Linked DNA regions of Ostrinia nubilalis: region 1 is linked to region 2. Evidence: chromatin contacts called from public Hi-C data. All regions are on one chromosome and are shown on one strand. The core of a region is the stretch at or near the end of the contact, and the rest is flanking DNA. Distances in the headings are between cores, read along the strand shown. Region 1 holds the start of LOC135073224 (THO complex subunit 2). Region 2 holds the start of LOC135073208 (brain tumor protein-like).

Region 1 (4,658 bases), core at 19-2,518, 780 kb before region 2:
AGAATTTTCATATGATGTAGCTCTTCTTCATACATTTTCATAAAAAATCCACCAACACCAGGATATGAAATAGTTGGGTGAAGAAAGATGGTAGCCATATTCAGATAGCTAAATGCTGCATTTTGTTCACTTTGAATTTGTTTGTTGATGGCAGCTTCCACTTCAGGGCTATATTTAAATTTGCAATTAGAATGCCTCCTGAATGAATTTAAAATAACATTCATATTAATACAATATGTACCATGTAAATATGGTTTACAACATGAGAAAATATTGGCTGTTTTTAAGAAAGATCCCATAGTATTTACAAGAATAATTTTGATGAACATAAAAATAAAAATTGTGTCATTACATCTAGTAGGCCAAGTTACCATGCATTTAATTAAATAAAAAACATATTTGCATCTTTCATTTATTGCAAATAAGATAACTATAACTAATTAAACTACTGTACAATTTGACATACTGAATAAGGTTATTTCTGGAATGGATAGTAGTCCAAACCAGAATTGTATTTAAACTTGTGGGTGAAGCGATTGACTTGAGTTTTTCCTATTTTGATCATCTTTTGGACATCTTCACGGTAAGCTGGAGGAAGTAGTTCTTCTTCCAATGTACAAGGAGAGGTTTCTGAATCGTTTGGTGCCTTATAAACTCTCTGACGAATAATATCAACATCACGACTGTATTCCTCCTTCAGGTCAGCAACAGCTTGAGTGGCCGTATCTACTTTAAACACAAAATAATTTGCTTCACGATGTACTAATCCATGAGAACTGGTTTTGTAAGGCATTGGCTTGAAACCTAAGTTCTCTATATTCTTTATGATTCCACCACGGTCAAAAATAGCGTGAGAAACCCTTTTGAGAACAGTCTTCAGTTCCGACTTCGGCATTGCCCGAAACATAATAGCAAACTCGTATGCAGGCATTCTTGTAGGATTATATTGGAAAGTTTTTAATCACTTTTCAATTCAACAGTGATAGAAGTTGAATTTGTTCTGCTAACAAAATGAATAACTAACTAAAGAAAATAAGGATTTGAGGTTATGAAATTGTTTAGATATTCGCTGTCACTTTGACAAGATTATTTTAACGTTCGTATGGTAAATCTATCTTGCAGATAAAAAAAATACTTGGCTTATAAATAGTTGACAACTAATAAAAAAGATAGTCAATAGCCCGATTGTAATTTTGGTTATGTTGGTATTACTGTCTATCATTTTTATGCAGAATTCAATCATTCATTCTTTCATTCATTCATTCAATGACAGAAATGGCTGCAGCGTGAGTTATCCTGCTGCGGTTTTATTTTCATTTAAAATTTATCAAGCTCTCAAATTATGGGATCATTTGCTAAGTTTGTAGCGGAATATTGTAAAAATTGGGAAAAATCAGGAAAAGATCAATTGTAAGTACACGAAATCTTGTTTGCTTGATTTTGAAAATATATTTTTTTATCTTGTAGGTAAATACCACATGTTGAACCATAATAATCCATTGAATATTGAATTACTTTAATCAATTGTTACCCTAATAAGCTTGTATGAGCATAACTGGTCAGAGACTTAAGTTTTTTTTACAACATCACCAATTTTATTGTAACTCTCATCAAGCTAATGGATTGACTTATTGTTAATCACATTTATTCCAACTTACTTATATCATAATTACCAGACTACTGAGTACCTACCTACCTTATGTACTCAGTAATCGGATATTCGTTACAGTAACACGATATCCGATTCTAAAATATTAAGTTTACTAGCTTTTGCCCGCGGCTTCACCCGCGCGATATTTAGAATTTAGACAGTCACAGATCGTCATAAATTATAGCCTATGTTATTCTGGGTCATAAACAACAATACTGTAAAGTTTCATCAAAATCCGTTCAGTAGTTTTTGCAGGAAAGTGTAACAAACATGTTAACATCCAGACATCCATACAAACTTCACATTTATAATATTAGTAGGATTTGCATGTAGCAAAGCAACTATCTAGAATCTAGTGATTCCTTCATAATAACTTATAACATTAATTTAACATCATCGTCTTTTAAAACAGGATATTAATTTCCGACCATCCCTGCTAACTGATAATAATATTTTTTAGTATTAAATATGTGACACAATCTATCAAAGATGAAGAGAAAAGTCCACTTTTTACCAAATCTGGAAAACTTTCTGGTTTATCCCAGAATGTATACGACTTACTGCTTTGTGGTCTTCGGGGTAACCTGAAGAGAGATGCAGTGCTTGCAGTTCTTCGGGAAATTTGTGTAAGTATTCCATTCTTTATTGTTACTTTATTGACAGTAATTTGTTGGCATATAAACAACAATTACTTAAATATTTATTAATTATTTCTTACAGGCATTGCATGCAGATATACCATCAATTGTGTTAGATGTAATCTGTGTATTAGACGCTGAGACATGCACTGATGTTCAGAGTGAAGAACGCACAAATTTTTGTTATGTTGTGAGAGAACTCGAATCTTTTATGTCTGACAAATTACTAAAGGAAAGATTAGAAATCGACACATTACAAGATGTTGGTACATTGAAGAACAAAAACTTTTATACCAAATTCATTAAAATCAAGACAAAGTTGTAGTAAGTAAAATAGATCAGTGTTTAGTGCAAGTTTACACCAAACGTCATAACTAGAGACTGCATAAAATAATGACAGAATGTTCAGCGTCCCTAGCAGAGCAGATACTTTAAGGAACTAAAATCTTCATAGATTTTTATAAGCACTCGCTACCAACAATGTTCACTGCAAACTTGCACTAAGCACAGTTAAAATTCAGATTAGATGTGAACAAAATTGTAATTTTCATGTTGTTATTTTCAGCTATAAACAACGTAAATTTAATCTGTTTAGAGAAGAGAGTGAAGGATATGCTAAATTAATTGTTGAATTGAATCAAGAAATAAGTGATGATACAGAATGGAAAACCTTACTAGAAATCATTCAGTCACTTATAGGTGTGTAAATAAAATTAGTCAATCTTATCTCATTCTGTTTTACTGCATGAACTTCATATACTAATAATTTTATAACTTCTTTCAGGATGTTTCAATTTAGACCCCAACAGAGTACTAGATATTATACTAGAATCATTTGAAGCTCGACCACATTTAGAGGATCTGTTTATACCATTGATTAAAAACTACATGGGAGATCCTCATGTGATATCTGAAGTTTTAGGGTTTAAGTTAGGCAATATGGAGGTCCTGGATACGTACAAGGAACCACCACCGATTATGACTGTAATAGCACTGCTTTTACAACATCGTGTCATCTCTCTTGATGACATTTACCCATGGGTATGTACAGTTCAGTTATCAATAAATATCCTGACTTAACTCCTGGGCCACACACATTTTTACACACAAAATTCGCGTAGCTTTTCTGAATAGCTCGGCTGTCGCACGTGTTATCGTGATGGATGTGGCTCACAGGTAATCGGTAAAAAAAGAAATTTATATTTGTTTTCCTTTTTTTTAAAGCTACGTCCTGATGATTTGTTGATGGCCAAAGAAGCTGAAAAAGAATTCAAAACAGTTCAAGATTATATTCGGAAACTTAACATAGTGTCTACAAAGGGACCTCAAGCCAATGGACCCACCGAGTTTGTAGAAGAGAAAGCAGATCCTCAGGTTATTATTAAAGCCTGGTTTTCTTCACAGGCACATTATTTTTTCCACAGGCTGTCTAAAATTTCTTGTAACTAATTAATTATGATGACCATTTATTTTTTTTATAAAAGAAAATTTTAAAAAATCCATGTCTTTCAAAAATGAAGAGTCAGAGTGTTTTGGTTCAATTTCTCCAAGTCAAGATGAACATGATGTTTTCCTCAATATGTTTTGTGTTTACATGAGGTCATTCAACCTGTCCTCATCGATTCATGTTTCCTGTTACTATCTAATTGTTTTGTAAAAAGATTAACATAACATTTGCCAACCAGGAGTACTGGAGCAATCAAAAGCTGGTCCTAAGCGAAGCGTTGCTGAAGGTGACCGCGTGGCGCGAGTTCGCAGCGTTGTACGCTCGCCTGCACACGTCGTCGATGCCGGCCAGACCCGCCACCGCGCTATGTGCCATGTTGCACGCACTAGTGGAGCCTTTGTACAGGACGTAAGAACTTTTTCTGGCATTTTATTGATGTAATATTGTTTTAATGACGCAATGCATATTAGTATGCGCCATAATCTTTTTGTTTGATTTGATGATGTATTTTTTAATGTTTATGAACATTTACAGCCACTGTCGTGTAGCCCCTAAGATTTATGGTAAACCAATACCACCGTTGCCATCGCCACTTGCCCCGGCTGCATGCAAAACATTTGAAGATATGAAGGAAACAGTCATCCCTGCATTGATTTTGTTGGGGCCGTCACTTCATTATGACCCCATTTTAATGTACAAAGTAAGTATTTGTAAAATGTTTTTGTAGACATAAATTGGTAGACTTAAACAATGTCTTAAATGTATAAATCATTTCTTTTATTCTTTCTAGATAATCCGTATTCTTAGAACATCGCGATCTAAGCCTGATGATCCTCTCCAACATGAGGCATTAACAGTTCTTGATGTTGCCATTTTACCGTCACTGACTTTGATGGAGGGAAACTGCTGCATGGCTGAAGAA
Region 2 (4,441 bases), core at 1,827-4,326:
TGCTACCATTTGATAATGAATAATGATAATGATGATGTTAAGACCGCGCTCGGTATAAATGTTAATTCACGAGTTGGTCAGTTTTGCTACATTGCTCGCTAAAAGTTATTATGAATGATGTTTACATTACGTAACAAATAATGGTAGTGAAATAAATTTATTTCCAATTGGTTAGGTATTGGAAGACCAAAATAAGGTCATTGTTTGGTTAATGTTGAATATTAATAATGGTAAATGGTCGAAGAGTTTAAGCAATCGAGAAAATATGGAGTGGTTGTAAGGCACCCCATCCCGATGCTGAAATGGTTTAAGGATGAAAGACCGACTGTAGGGTCTGGTGGTCGCTGATGAACGATCCGGCTCGAAGATGTACGGGCGGGAGACAGTGGTTGTAAGGCACCGCTCCCGTGCCCGGGATATGCGGTCAGGAAGGGAGCTAACTCCCTAGTGAGCCTAGAGTCCCTATTCCCTAAGACACTAAGTCCCTAGAGCCCTAGCCCTGCCTAACAATATATACTTAGACATAATAAGGGTTTGATAGGAAGGAAGCTGTGCCCAGGTCGCCCAGGGCAGCAGCGTTAGGACGGCAGGTAGGCGGCGGGGACCCGCTGCCAGCCCGGCAGACTCACCGGACTGATCATAGCGACGGCTAAGGGTGTCTTGGCCGCAGCGGGGGGAAATGAGACACAACGACGGACTATGGTAACAATTAACAGGAATTTTGTGGTCCTAGGGGTAACTTAAAAATTAGGGATTGATGGTGAAAACGGGCATTAGTGTCCCAAGTGACACATTTTTGGCAATGATAAAAGGAAGAGAAATTAAAATTACTTTTACAATAAAATTATATGTATTTCTTAGTTATCATTAGATGCCATATGTCTTATTAAATTAGACACAAACTTGTCTATTTTACGCACATCTTGTTGTACCTCGGTTTTGAATTGAAGACACTGAAATAAAAAATAAAAAACAATTTTAGACAATATTAAAGTAAAATTACCCTTTGCCTCATTTATTGTTCAAGCATTTAATACTTTATTGATTTTTTATTTGGGAATTATTTACTTTGGCAGTTCCTGTAAACACATTTTTAGATTCTACTGTTTATGATGATTTTTATTTTATTTTAAAATACAGCCTACTGACAATTTGAGATCTCAGAATCCTTTTGAGTCTTTGGTCGTACAAGGTGTTAGGTGCCCATAAAAGTATATTTCTTACCTTCTTATTATCAGTAATTTTAACTAAAAATACTCCTTTTGTATGACAATATTTTAAACTGTATCGAGTGTTCAATGGATCCCTCAAATACAACATTTCTGCCGACCTCTCAAACTCTTCCCAATTAGGTATGAAAGTCATAGTTTTATCTGAAATAATAGCAATGGATTTTAGGTTGTTATTTTAAAATTTGGTAATTTGTGTGGCAGGTCCTAAGTTTGGGGGATTTTAATAGTTTTTAACTTGATAAAATAAAAAGTTACTCATTCATTACAAATTTAACTTAACGTTGATTATCGAATGCTTTAATTTTGTCGTCGTGTAACATAAATATATTGGTTGAAAAATTAATTAAAACCATGGTGTCAAAGATTTAACTGAAATAGCAATAAATGTACCTATAGATTTATTTTACAGGCACTCTAATTAGATAACAAAATCGCACGCCACATTCAAATAATCCAATTTGTGAAATTCGGCCACAATTTGATCAACAAAAAGAATTTTCTTGTAAAATGTCAAATCTATCTTCACTAATTTCCTTATTTTAACGACTGTCACCTGAATTTTAAAAGTCAAGAGAGTAGGCTTATTGTATAATTTTATATTAAAAATTATCTTTGAACAACGAGTGATATACACCTTTTCAGATAAATTCACTTAAAAGATTTAAAAAAAAGATTCAATCACGTCAAACAAGATATAGAAACTTAATTTTCAATGTAATAAAATAATCGACATAAATGTGAAAATAATCAAGTTGTACTGTTTAGTTTAGCTGTATAAAAATGGTCATGAACTGGCCATAAAAATGGGCCATAAAAGATTTATAGCCTGACCAGGAACATAAAAACCCTGGCATAGAGGCGCGTCAATTGCATTTGATAGTGCAACACTGAGTACAGTCGTACCTGTGTTAAATTAATAGGCTAACTTTATGTATCAGGATTCAGGATTACGGGCTAATTTGATATTTTCATAAATTAACGAAAAAATATTATTAAGGTAACCTGGTTTAAATAAATTAAATGAAACCATCAATCGAGCTAGTAGGATTTATTTTATTATTCATCAATAATCAAATTCAGAACTTGAATATTCAACTGCAATGTCTGCTCATGAACGCTTCAAACTCGGTACTTCTTTCCCAATTCCATAAAATTCAACACTTAGAAAGTGACAAAAATTTTTAAAATTGGTAGTTAAAACAAACCACAGCTAATTTTCATAGTGGACTGTACTATACGATAAACATGTCAGTCAATTTGACAACCTTTGTCGGAAACATTATTCGATGAAAATATTGTCCGAATCCTTAGTATTTCTCTTCGACAAATACTTTAACACATTGTGAACCACTTTTCTTTCACGACTATAAAAAGATTTTAGCAATTTAATTCACAAAATCAATTGCGCACATTTAAAATAAAGTTTGTTTACACTTTGACAGCAATAGACTGACATGCAAGGTGACATGTCAATGAAGTTTTCAGTTACTGTTGCCATTAAAAGAAATTAGTACCATTAGTTTTCCGCAACATGGCGAGGGTTTTTATGTTCCTGGTCAGGCTATAATTGGTAGGTTTATTAGTAGATTCTATTTTTTTTTACTGGTAACTCTGAGTGTCGCAATAACGAACGCAGAAAATCAATACACCGTGAATGTATTCGTCTTTTTAAAATGAGAACGTGACAAAATATTAATTTAATTCATCGAAGAAACCATTTTTATTTAAAAAAAACTGTTGAGACTAGATGCTCATTTTTTATTTATTTACATAGTGATGAATATTGTCATAGTTACGGCGTGGTAGAACATTCTGCGCGAATAATTAGCTGCTTTTTCTGCATTTATAGCTGTTAAAGGTTAGTAAATCATTCTAATTGAAATAATCTTCTCTTAGTTTTAATTTTATGAATAAATATCACACATTTTACGATAAAAAAAAGAAAATGGACTATCGACCTTCGCCATTGTCTGCATGCTGCATTGCGTTTGTTGTACGTAAGTACCTATAATATATTATGTTAACTTTTTGTGTTTAAATTGGTGCCACTTTGATATATTGTTGCGGCAAAACATAAACTGTTAAAGAAGCATCCTATAATCGAATTATATGCATGATTTCTGAAGCTTGTAATGTCGGACGAGACACTTGGTACGTAAGAACAAGTAGGTACCTTACTTTGTATTTCAAACAAAAACCGGTGCGGATAACCTTGATACCATCAAATTCTTATATTTTATAAAAGTATATTTATGTGTTGAGCGGGTATAGTGAGTGTCCATGGTACATTAAATACTTTTTTGCTGCAACTGAAACGCCGGTGGGTAGGTAAGGTACCTGATTAAAATCTGCTAGTCACTAGCACTAGCAGCTAGTGCATTCCAGTATAATAATCTTTATTAATTAATAGGTGCACCTTGGGAATTTATCCAATATTCCTCAATGTTGAGTTATGTAAATGTCAGACAAATTGTTATATAAAACAGCCCAGCCCTACCTACTGCTGTTTTTGGTTAATAGGTAAGTATGGTACACATAAATCCAATTTATATTTTCCCTAGAATCCAGTCAAACGTTATACCTACTCTTTTATTCCTGTCTAGCCATCCTTTTTTTATTCATTTATTCATTCACATACCTTAAGAGCCATTTTACATTTTCGTGCGAATTACTAAGATTTTGGAAGCATGAATTACTATCTTAACAACACCCAGAGATTATTTAATAACTGCGAAAGATAGGTCAATCCTTGGTGTTGACCATTAATGAAACGGATTTACTAAAACTCTTTTGCTTAATTCACAGTGCCCCATCTCCCACAACCATTTTACGGAAAAATTGCCGCAGACTCATTTTCAAAGTCCTGTATCTATTATTTATGCTCATATAATAAGCTTAAAAATATATAGTAATCATCGGACATATATTCTTGTAGTCCATTAATGAAATAGATTCTTGAATTTCATTACCATTATTGAGTAAAATCTAAAAATAATTTGGCAAATTTGAAGATTAACGTCACATTTTGATCGTGGTTTTTGGTTTAAAAACACAGCAATAACTGCAATAAAAGTATCCCCAAATAAAGAATATTCATTGTAGAATTGGTTTCTACAGTCATTGTTTAAATATTAGAAACCACTTTGTCAAAATATTGATGTGAATATCAGTATAAATTACAATGCGCAAGCCGACATCGATTAGTATGG

Evidence for each region. Hi-C and Micro-C count contacts between places; a contact is called where the count stands out from the background.
Region 1: a Hi-C map of whole body shows a contact between it and region 2, with 4 times the contacts expected there. The contact joins the promoter of LOC135073224 here to the promoter of LOC135073208 in region 2. A contact is called at or near these places in 2 of 5 Hi-C or Micro-C datasets (both in whole body).

Annotation. Positions count from the first base shown.
Region 1 is chr7:9,236,708-9,241,365 of ilOstNubi1.1, reverse strand. It overlaps LOC135073224 (THO complex subunit 2), which reads left to right and starts at 1,268. Exons shown (of 29, transcript XM_063967322.1): 1 at 1,268-1,410; 2 at 2,112-2,277; 3 at 2,372-2,613; 4 at 2,855-2,988; 5 at 3,074-3,330; 6 at 3,514-3,663; 7 at 3,975-4,144; 8 at 4,271-4,436; 9 at 4,527-4,658. The coding sequence starts at 1,343. It overlaps LOC135073227 (small ribosomal subunit protein bS6m), which reads right to left and starts at 1,096. Exons shown (of 1, transcript XM_063967325.1): 1 at 399-1,096. The coding sequence starts at 931. The coding sequence ends at 476.
Region 2 is chr7:8,455,869-8,460,309 of ilOstNubi1.1, reverse strand. LOC135073208 (brain tumor protein-like) reads left to right here and starts at 3,076. Exons shown (of 9, transcript XM_063967297.1): 1 at 3,076-3,090. LOC135073594 (signal recognition particle 9 kDa protein) reads right to left here and starts at 1,760. Exons shown (of 3, transcript XM_063967758.1): 1 at 1,623-1,760; 2 at 1,225-1,373; 3 at 832-953. The coding sequence starts at 1,365. The coding sequence ends at 858.